2 separate regions of the Anser cygnoides genome follow, and region 1 is linked to region 2. The links are chromatin contacts, called in public Hi-C maps. All regions are on one chromosome and are shown on one strand. Each heading gives the region's core, a stretch centred on a gene start, on an enhancer-like site or on the middle of the called end of the contact. The rest is flanking DNA. Distances are from core to core; before and after follow the strand shown.

Region 1 (5,720 bases), core at 3,170-5,669, 370 kb before region 2:
GGGTCTCTGTGGGACCTCGCTCCCATCTGCCACAGCCGGTACAGGAGATTCCCCATCTGGTTCAGCTGGCTGTAACTGGGCTCCCTACCCTGTGGGCTAGTGACGTGCTGCCACCGAGTGAGTGGGACCCCGAGAAAGCAGGGTTTCATAGAGATAACGTGCAAACGTCCTATCTGAGACCTAGCCCTAGTTTTCTGTTTTCATCTATTTTCGAGCACAAAGATATGTATGTGGTTTAAGAACAGGCCCATCCTCGCTTCTTGTCTTCTCTGTTCCAAAACAGAAGTATTCATCTGTTTAATTTCACTATAAAATGCAAAGTCGCTTAATCTTCTATGTTTGTAAGTTTTCTTCAGGGAGGTTTTGGAAGAAAAATGCCCTCTTCTTAAACACAGTGAAAAGGGTAAGACTAGATTATTGAACAAAAATGGCATGGTGTCAAAAATATATGGTAAATCCAATATGACATAAGAACCATTTCCTATACCTTTTGCTTAAAGTAGGTACTTGATAAAGTGCTTAGTTCACTGTGATAATTATGTCAATCTTTATTTCAGTGGGAACTTCTGCTGAGCATTGGACTCACAAGGACAGTTTTTTCAGGGATGGAGGTAGCTGATACTGTAATCGAAGTTGCATTGTGTGCTGGTTCTTCAGATGATTTCTGTTTGTATATTTTTCTTGGCTTGTAATCATGCTACATTAAATTCCTGAAAGGAAGTCTGAGATACTGCAGAGCATCACATCATTAGGCCTAATCCACTGTGCATGGATCCAGCTGGTATTTCCCTGTGAATTGAGTGGGTGTTTAGACAGCTCTTGTAACAAGGCTGTTGGTGTCTCCCAACCTTCTGGCTTAGCATCTTCATTTATATTTGACTAATGAAAATGTTTTATGTTCTTCTCAGGTTTGGAACCCAAACCCAGACCCTCTGGCAGCCTGAGGATGGAAGCAGATGACAGGAAGAGCCATGAAATTAATGAAAGAAAGTAGAGTGTGTCCCCCAAAAGCTTTGCAACAGTCATTTAATGGACTGGGGAAATTAGCCATGTGTCTGAGTGACTGTAATGATGCTCTAGGCATATGTCTGTCAGTTTGGTGCCTTATCTGTGCTAGTAATGGGAAACTGGTCCTAAAAGTGTGAAAATCAGCAGGTTTCACATTTGGTTTGGGCACAAGAAACCTCTCCAAGCATGTCAGACCCACAGGTGGATCCAGTGCATGAGCTTCAATCTGAATAGCCCCTTTAACCACTCTTGTATTTTTGGACTCAGCTCTGCTTGAAAATTAGGAAAAAAAAAATCTTGCTTGGACCAGCTTTTAGTGTGCGCCTCTCAGAATCAATACACTTACCGTGGAGCATACGAATGGTGTGTTTTATGTATCCAGATGGATTACAGTTTCAGGGTGAGATTTTATAAACAAGGCTCCTTTCTCATTTGGAAAATGACTGTATTTTCTACATGTTGTATATTTATTTGTAATGGGCTTGTTTACTTAGGTCCACATCTGAGAGAAACAGTTGCAGTCACTGAACTGAGCAGAAATTGAAAATATGCATTCATATGTCACCTGGGATAACAGAGCAACCTCTGATTTATGACTCAGTTGATGAACTTGCCTGTACGAAGGGTAGCGATACTCCATCAGTCCTCAGCAGGAGCATCATGCTGCTGCCTTCCTCCCCATTAACTTCCCAGTGGTACCTCACTAGCTCTTCACTGAGCTCAAGCTCTGCCAGCTGGGGCTTATTCAGCCCAAAGTATGCATCAGGTCTGACCAGATATGGCTCAACAGATGTGTAAAGTGCTTTGGCACTTGTTGAAAGAGAGTATCTTTCCTTGGGTGACTCACTATGGACTGCTTTGAAAATCACCTAATAGATAAAGGTGGCATGGAGAAGAGAACAACAGGTGATTTGCTCAGTCTCTTTGAGTGCAAGAGCTAAGGAACATCAGATAAAACCATGAGGCAGGTTCAGACTAAGCAAAAGGAGGTGCTTTTTCACCCAGAGCATAATTCATCCTTGCCACAGTGCGTCTGGGTTATTTTGTTTGCAGATGATGAAGGAGGGCAGAAATGTCCAAAGCATCACAGAGCCAGGTCCCATCATCCCCTCAAAATTCATACAGACTGATTTAAGCAAGATGCACCTAAGGACAGGGCAAATCCGTGTTAGTGGAGTCATTTCTGGCAAGCAGTTGTACAGTTGCTTACAAGTCTCGAGGAATCATTAACATATCACCTTAACATACAGGTAACAAGTATTTAAAAGGATTTCACTGAATTTAGCAGGCCGTTTTGTTACTGAAAATCAAGCCTATCTCACAAGAGCATTAACAAAAAAGCTAAACAACCCCCCTTGCCAATGTAAAGTCTATTTCTGTTGCCAGCCTTTGGTATTTTCCCACCTGGCTCCTGATTTTTCATATTGACACCTAAAATGCCCCTAAAATACAACTTATGTGTGAAATTACAGTTATTGCAGCATCCATGGACAGGGAGACTGAGCAACTGGCTGCCTAAAGTAACAACCCTGTGTAATTTGATTGTGCTTTCTTGATGCACTTGTGTTCACCTCCCCTAACCCTGTGCTAGCATAATAAGCATAATCATTTCCTCCCTTGTACTATATTTTGGCCATATACTGGAATTTGATCCAACAGCCACCATTTGCTAGGGATAAGAAATGGCTTTAATGCCACGCACCAACACCTGAATCCTATCAATTTTTCCCTGTTTCATTTCTTCCAATAACCCAACCAATTGGCTTGAGCAAGCAATTCAGAAAAAAAATAAATGTAATAGAGGTCCCTCTTTTCAGAATGGTACTTCTGTCCAATTGCTTTCATCTTGAGAATACAGCTATGAGGTCTGTTTCAAGGGATGTCCTTCAGCAGGCAGCATGAATTGTAAAATCAGTCACACAAATGGCCTACCATATATAAAAATAACCAACATATCAACAGGACTGAAGCCAAGCAGCAGTTAAAATAACTACTAGACCAGTAACACTAAATTTACAATGCAGCTCAACAGATACATCTGGAAAAGAAAAGCGCAGGCCATTTTTAGTTTGATTTCTATTATTACTCCATTTTTTATTCAAGATATGAAACATTCTGAAAAGCAAATGCTAAAAATTGGAAAAGACTGCCATAACAATATAAAATACAATGCAAGTATAAAATTGATAGGGGAATGTTCCTGTCTCTAATGAGACAAATGCTGTGGCTGAGATAAAATTTGAGATTATCTCTGTGGTGAAAAAGCTTTCTTAGGTTGATGCTGCAAGTCCTGCTCCTGCTGCGCGGAGTTTTGCTCTTTTCCATGGTGCTGCTTTAGGTATAAATCCTGCCCTGTTAGTGCAGGTATGAGTCAGCAACTCCCTTTTAAGTCAAACTGTATTTATTTGTAGTACTTTTCCTAAAGTGTTGAATGTGTTTGTTTGGAAAGCTACAACAGGAGGATGGAGGGGAGGTAACAAGGTAACATGTACAATTACAAGGACTTTGATTGCAACAGAATGTAAGTCTCTTATCCTGTTCTGAAATCCCGCTGCAAAACTTCCTATATCAGCATATTCTTTCCTCTTTGCAGGGAACCAAGGTTGTTTTCTTCCTGCTGAAACACCTTTTTTTTTTCAAGATTCATCCAAGCTCAGAGTTAAGAGAATATGGATAATCTGCATGATAACTGAGGTTTGAGAGCCCCAAGTTCAGCTCCCTGCTTCCTGTTGGATTTCCTGTGTGACCTCACAATCCCTCCGGTGACAAAATGCAGGCTCTCAAAGTCAGAAAGGTGGAAGACCTGAAAATGAATTTCCCACACCCTGTATACAAATTTAACCAAGTTTGCTGCTGTGCTGGCAGCTGCCAAGTGTTCAGGAGCACTGATCCCTTTTATCAGATGGTTTCCAAGGGGTGCAAGCAGGTGCACCAGGCTGCATGCACAGGGCGTCTTAAACCCCACGGATGTCTGTAAGAGAAGAAATATGCTTTCAGGCTTTTGATAGTTTAATTGTGTGAAATACATCAGTAATGTTTACTTAGTAATCAGTAATGTTTACTTAGCAATTGGTAATGTTTAATTAGTTATGTTAGTAAGGAGGAAGTCTTTTTAGACTCTGGAAACCAGGCTTCGAAGTTCCTCTGCTGCAGCACTGAACATGCAAAAGTCCTCAGAGCAGGCTGATGGTTTCCAAGAGAGGCAGGATGAGCATTTGGCTAAGGAACTGACATTCCCGGGGACCTTTCACCTTTGGGATCTGGTGGAGACCACCGTTACTACCCCCCCCACCCTGCTCCGCCAGAGAGAGGCTTGTTCATTCTTCCACCCCCCCGGCTCTCCTTCCATCAGCGCTGCCGGCCGGGTGCCGGTGTCCCGCTGCCGCCGCGCGGGGGGGCCGCCGAGCCGCCGCCGGGCCGGGGCCGCTCGCCGCCGGCTGCAGCCTCCTGCCGCGACCCCATCGGGACATCCGGCCGCGCTCGTCCCCGCCTGGGAAGCGACTCCGGGGGCGTCTTCCAGCTGCTTTAGGAAGGGCTCCGGTCCCGGAGGTGCTGGAAGAAAGGGAGGAGGGGGGCTGCAGCCCTCAAGCTCTGGAATTTCATCACTGCAGGCGGTGCTGGTGTGCTCTCTCCGTGCCGCAGGACGGTTTTCTTTATGTCCTGACACTGCTTAAAATCCCCCGCTCAGGAGAGCTTGCTGCATGCTACATTATTAACTTCCAGACACATCAAAACCTCGGTCTGCCCGTGGTTATCCTAAAGGTATAAATACGATTCAGGGAAAACTTGCTTTTTCTAAAGAAAGTTTTTTTTTTTTTTTTTTTTTTTTTCTGCTGCAGCAGTGTCTTTGAAAGCCCAAAGGCTGCTTCCCGCTGTTGTTACAGGCTGCAGCTTTTATGAGTTATATGCACTCCTGAGGCCAAGAGGCCATGCAGGAGATTAAAGGAAAAAAAGGGTTCTCCGCAGCCCGGCTGCTGGCTGCCAGGGTGTATGGGGGTGAAAGGGGCAGGCACTGAGGTGCTACTACCAGGGTTAGGTGCATAGATCTGGGAAAGACTCATTATTTAATACATCCTCTTAAATAAAAGATGAAGGTGTGGGGTGAGTGCCAACAATATCACACCCCGAGGGGTCGGGGGCACCACACCACCCACACCTTGCTTACAACATGCTCTGGCTTCAAACCAAGCAGCAATGGGGAAAGCACGTCAGCCACCCTGAAAAATGCTGAAGAGATGTCCATGAAGGAAGACAACAACACCAGTGCTGATGTGGAGTTTGCACCCTGGATCTGGAGTTGGAAATGTTTGTCTCTAGGGTTTATTAAGGGCATCCTTATAATCCTAGAGCATTTCACCCTTCCTCAGTGAGGATGTGAAGGGTGCATCAGCACAGGCATGGTAGGGAAGGTCAGTGATAAATTTGTGGCTGCATGAGCAAATGAGGATCAAGATTCATCAATGCTTGGCTGATGATTCAATACGCGATGTTCTTCCTTGGTTCTTAAATACTGTGTCTCGGTCAAGCCCCTGTGCTAAGCTGCTATGATTCCTGGCTGAACTTCAAACAGAGCTTTCCAAAAAAGTCTCTAATCCCAGGTTTCACACAGGTCACACATACTCACTGTATAATGTGTTTGCAGAAGTTCCTGAATTGTGAATACTTAAAAAATGTATTTTAAATAAAATAGGACTTCAAAATTATTTCAGTTA
Region 2 (5,433 bases), core at 2,775-5,274:
TACTATTTTGTTTATAGCTTACTTTATCGGGCATGATACCTGTGCGTGGCAGCTCCCCTTCCAATCAGCTTCCCCTTGGTCTTGTGCCACTTCGACCTTTTACCAATGACCAGGAAAAAAAGCAGAAAGCCCTGATCGAGTCTGCAGACACCACAAAGACTGGGGAGCTGATGAGGAGAGGACACACCGCAGAGGGAGCAGCGTGGTGATCTTGGTAAGCTTGGCTGGAAAAAAAAAAATGTAGTGCAATGAGACCTGGGCAGATGCAAGAGCCCCAGCGACTGCAGGGATCTAGTGGGGATCTGGCGGGGATCGGGCAGGGATCTAGCAGTCCACTCCACCTGCAGCCTCCCCCACTGCTGCCCGTAGGGAAGCGCAGGTTAGATGCCACCAGACTCGGACATCGCCATCCTGGCCGCACTGTGATGGCTCTGCAAGGGCTTTGCTGGAAGGTACGAGCTACGTTAAACAGCAGGCCCCATGTTCTCCATGGCAGGTACCCTGAGTGCCCATGAATCTCATCTTCCCTTCTGCAATTCCCTTCCCGTCGGGGTTTCCTCTATCTGTATATCTAGAAGTGCATAGGAGTGACTGAGGAGTATTAATCCGAGCAAATGGAGCAGAGGCAACAGACCATGCATCAACAGGTCAGACACAAAGAGCAGGCTCCAAAAATAACCAGGAATTAGGGCCCACTGCCTTGAAAAAGTTTGTTACTTAAATCAATATAGGTGTAAGATGTTTTATTTGGACCCTACATATAACAAAGGCTGCTGTGCCGACATAATATATGACTCCCAAAAACATGCATTTTAGGGGATTGCACCTAAAGAAGGTGTGTTTGAGTGATTTTTCACCTGAAGAATCTGAACTGGACACCAACCATCCAGCGTAGGATAACCACAGTGTGTCACAATTGCGATGTTGAAGGACTTTCCTCCTGCCCACCTCCACACAAAGCCCTCAGCTGGTGTGCAGGCAGAAAAATGCCTCAGTTCCCTGGGCTACGCCTTCCTTAACTGCTGTCTGAGTTACTGCCTGGCGGCGATAACGCACGTGGGATGGTGGCTGGGGGATCCAAAACTCCAGGTCAGCGGTTATCCATGGCCACGTGAGGAGTCCGTAATGGTAATTGTCTGCTCGGAGCTTGGTAATTAGCAGATGAGCAGGGATCAGCTTCAGCTAACGGTCTTCACTCTTTCACGGTGACTGATCTCCCGGCTTTGTTCCAGAGCTCCCTATCCATGAGCTGGGCTGAAGCGCCGAGGTCTTGGAGCAGGAGATGGCACAAAGAGGGAGGGCAGCAGGGAGGCTCCCAACCACAATATCCACCAAAATCCTGAGAAACTGGAGAAAGAGGGAGCAAAGAGGGACGAGTGCCAGCTACGATACTCAGGCAGGAATAACCTTAACGCACAATGGAAAAACAGCAACGGGTGCGTAGAACAGGATACAAGGGAGCTGTGAGTCAGGCTGCTGTTAAAAAAATAAGAAGAAAAAGAAAGCAAACATCCTGCTGAGATGTCTAAATAAGAACAGCTTTCTCAAGGTGCGCTGCTGCTGCGTGCAAGCCCTGGAGAAGCTTTGTTTGAAGGCTGCGACCAGCTGCGGGCACACTACAACAGGACAGGGCAATGCAGAGAGCCCCAAGACACAGATCTGGTGGACACAACCCGACGTCTGGATCGTTTAGCCCTAAAGTGAAGAGTGAGGGGATATGCTAAGTCTTTGAGAGGAGAAGAAAGGGTTCTCCAAATCCTGGGTGATAAGACCAAGGAAAGGAGGGGGCAGAGGGATGAAATGGGAGCTGACGCCCCCCCGGACAGAGAAGGACAACGTTTTGAGGCTCCCCAGCACGCAGGGCTGGAAGGGGCCCCGTGGCCTTCTCCCACTGCCAGCTCCGCGTTTCGGTTCATCGCTCCACCCTTTTCACATCCTCATTGCTATTTTTGTTCTTCAGATAGCCGTTGATCATTTCCACGTTTTCGTTCAGCTGCGAAAGCACATCCTCCACAGCTCCAAAACGCCAGCCCTGCTGCGAGCCCCACGAGGAAAGGCTGGCACAGCTACGCGGGCACGTTTGGCCCAGGCTCCAGCAGGAGAGGAAAGCTGCTCAGCATGAGGAAGCAGGTCCCAGACACCACCGTGGTTCCCAGCCCTTCTTTTTGGTTTTAATTTGCTTGATATTGGCTTAGCGTGTGGCCACCCACTGGCCTGCAGAATAGCGCGGGCAGAGGACTAGATTAAACCAAAATGTTCCTGCTCAGACTCCTGTCATGTGAGTCGCAAAGCGGTGACTTTCAGCTTGGAAAAAGCAGCCCCCAACCGGCTCGGGGCCGCGGTGGGGGCACGGCTGGGGCTCAGAGCATCCCACGCTCCCTGGCCCCCCATGTGGTGCCCAGGCGAGCATCTGTGTGGAGGGTGGTCAGGAACACCCAGCGGCTGGAAAAGTCTGACGGCTGGCTGCCTCCACGCAGACCGGAGACACCCACCGGGATAAAAGCACCCACATCCCCTCCCAGGGATGAAACATAATCAGGAGCTGTGCATCCTGCAGCTCCCACCTGCCGACCCAGGTAGGGTGTCAGAGCTGGGTGCCAGAGCTGAAAACCCCGCTAGAGATCCCGGTTCATCTCTGCAGGGCCACGAAGAGCAGGGATATTTCAAAATGATGTTTTTGTGTAAGCTCCCATAGCAAGAGGCAGTTCTGCTTGCAGAGGCCGCCCTGCACCCTCCTGCTGCGTGTGAGGGTGCAGACATCCCCTGTAAGATGCAGACAGCCCGTTACAAAGGCGGCGGCTGCCCAGGAATGCCTGCCCGATACGGCTTTCATCTTGTTTTCATTTTTGTGCTCTCAAAGGTTAACTTCAGAGCCGGGGCTAAAACGGGAGCTCATTTGCTCGGAGCCGCACGCAGACGTCAGTCCCTTCCTCGCACATTCCTCACGCTGCCTTTAACCTTGCCGTGCAGGATCTGTCCCTGCGGAGCCGCGAGCGCCAGATCAAGGCGGCTATCAGCAAGGCCGCGGCTCCATGCTCGTGCCCCAGCCGCTGCCATTTCGTGCAGGCCAGACAACACAGAGCGTCCCCGGGACGTGGCTCAGGCCCCCCCAGGGAGACAAAGCCAGCTCCCCGCGTGCTGCCATTTTCCTTGTGGCTTTCCAGCGTGGTTTTCCTTGTCCTTTTCCGCGGATAGCATGCTGCCGTGTGCGCTGCAGGCTGGCAGCCCTGCGTACGTACCAGCACCACCTCCGCAGGATCACTGACACGAGGGCAGCGCTTAGATGCTGGGGGAGAAGTCGCAGCGGGGCCGTGCCAGGCGCAGGCAGCAGCTGGGTGGAAATGAAGGCATGCCCTCCTGGGAGAAGCTGAGATGTTCACGTATTATTCAAAAATGCTTCCAAAACACCAAGTAATTCATATTTAATGATGTCTGACTGTTGCTGAGGGTAAAAGATGAAAAGTTACACAGGAAAATAGATCCTCTTGCCCCCACCCAAAACTACAGGTACAGTGGGGAGGGAAGTTCTCCTACACCTCGTCTCCCTCAGGGGTCTCCAGACTTTCAGGACATTGAGGCAACTTCTACAGCCTCATGCTGAGACAGGTAGCTCCTCCAGCAGCACCCTGACTGCCAAGCACTGTGACACACTGACCAGGCCCTGCTGTATTGCCACCATGAGGGACCATACCCCTGGCAGGCCGACCCAGCAGGGCAGCCTCAGTGCCTGCTGGACAGAAGCACAGCGGATGGGGGAGCTGAGTTTCTTTTCAGCCTTTCCCATGGCATGTTTCCAGCAGGCACGGTACGTAACGGGGTACCCTTTGGGGAGCACGGGGGGCTCACCCCCAGCCTGTGCCCTCACCCTGGGGGCCGGTAGGGAGCCCCCGAGCTGCCCCACCACCGTCTGCAGGACCCACCGGGGAGCCTACGCCACGTGAATCAGGTGGTGTGTGTGAATTACCCCCTCCTCCGTCCTGTTCCTGCTGTTCCTTCAGGCCGAGTTGTGTAACGCGGGCAGCTTTTCCCGGCTCTCACCGCACATCCCTTCCAAGGGAGCGTATTAGCTGGAGGATTAGGTCTCCCCTGTGTCAGACCCCAGGGAAGGGCTGGGAGTTCGTCCAAGGTCCAGGCCTTTGTTTGGTTTGCACATTGTGCAAAGGGTCAATACTCCTGGGGGCCTTTATACGTAGCCTAAATCATAGCAAATTAATAGGATTTTGTACAGGAATGAGTAGGAGTTGCTTTCTACTCTTATTTATTTGGACTAGCGCCGATAAGAGCCCGGGGATTTTCCAGACAGCACAGCCTCTGCTCAGATTTCTGCAAACAACCCCATGCAGACAGACAGACGGCATCGGAGGGGAACAACCACCAAGCAGGATTCGTTATGGTCACCCCTTATCCACGCCACGTTAGCATTCGGCACTCCAGGCTGCGGGATGAAAACAGACAGCCTCGAGTATGAAAATAAAAGCAGAGTAGCCTGCACTTGAAAGAAAAACAAAGGAGCGCTTTAAGCAGCTCTGCCTTGACCCCGGGAGCTCTCTGGCTGCATGGAGGTTGGGGTGGGACCAAAAAACCCCTCCAGCTCCCAGGGCTTCACAGACACAGCTTCACGAGGAGCTACCACTCAAGCACTTGGGACAGACACCAAGGTCCTGCCAAGCGGTGGTCAACGCAGGGGTTTGGTGAGGTTTCCATGAGGGTTGCACTAGGACTGTTTAATTGATGAATAGTGCTAGTACCACATTTTTCTTGTCTGTTTTCCTGCCTGGGGATGAGTGTCCAAAAAAAAAAAAAAGAAAAAAAAAAGAAACAAAACCACCTCTTTTTACTGCACAAATACAGGAACCCCAGCTGGTTAAGTCTCCCGCTCTGGATCAAAGCACCACAGGCAGGCCCACAGAAAGCAGTTTCCTGATGTAAAGAAATATTTAAAGTTTTGTCTCAAACCTCCATCTTTCTTCTACTTCAGTGCTTTGGGAAGGAAAAAATTCTGCCCCCCCTTCTCAGATGTCCCTACATCCCTATCAGTCAAACAGGGACAGCTATGAATTGCTGGGATTACTGGGTACTTGTCATACTAGAGAGATAAAGGAATTCCATTTTATGGTCCCCCCCACCCAAAATTAGCTACGAGTGCACTGCGTAAGTTACAGTTTGAGTTATCACACAGAGATGAAACTGAAGTTTGTGTCTGATTTCTGTATTAGTAAAGACCAAAAGCGAGCCCTCAGGAGTCACAAACTCCCAAAATTCTACACCTAGCAGAGAGCTCCTAGTGTAAAGCTGAGCTTCTGGCTCCATCTGCTGCCAGAAAGATGGAAAAGATGAGAAAGTGAACAAGAAACGGCCAAAAAAAAAAAAAAAAAAGATTCAACTACAGCCTCTCTTCTGCTTAACTGATCCACTAACACTGCTGTTGAAAGG

The links. A called contact is a pair of places that touch in the nucleus more often than the background predicts.
Region 1: a Hi-C map of granulosa cells shows a contact between it and region 2, with 3 times the contacts expected there. The contact joins two enhancer-like sites. A contact is called at or near these places in 2 of 7 Hi-C or Micro-C datasets (granulosa cells and liver).

The regions. Positions count from the first base shown.
Region 1 is chr7:4,476,345-4,482,064 of Taihu_goose_T2T_genome, reverse strand. No RefSeq gene overlaps it. Among named protein-coding and RNA genes, the nearest start is that of GPR26, 44 kb to the right of the region's middle. Within about 2 kb of position 4,419, at least 2 of the 3 cell types and tissues checked have open chromatin away from gene starts, as enhancers often do.
Region 2 is chr7:4,104,367-4,109,799 of Taihu_goose_T2T_genome, reverse strand. No RefSeq gene overlaps it. Among named protein-coding and RNA genes, the nearest start is that of OAT, 21 kb to the right of the region's middle. Within about 2 kb of position 4,024, at least 2 of the 3 cell types and tissues checked have open chromatin away from gene starts, as enhancers often do.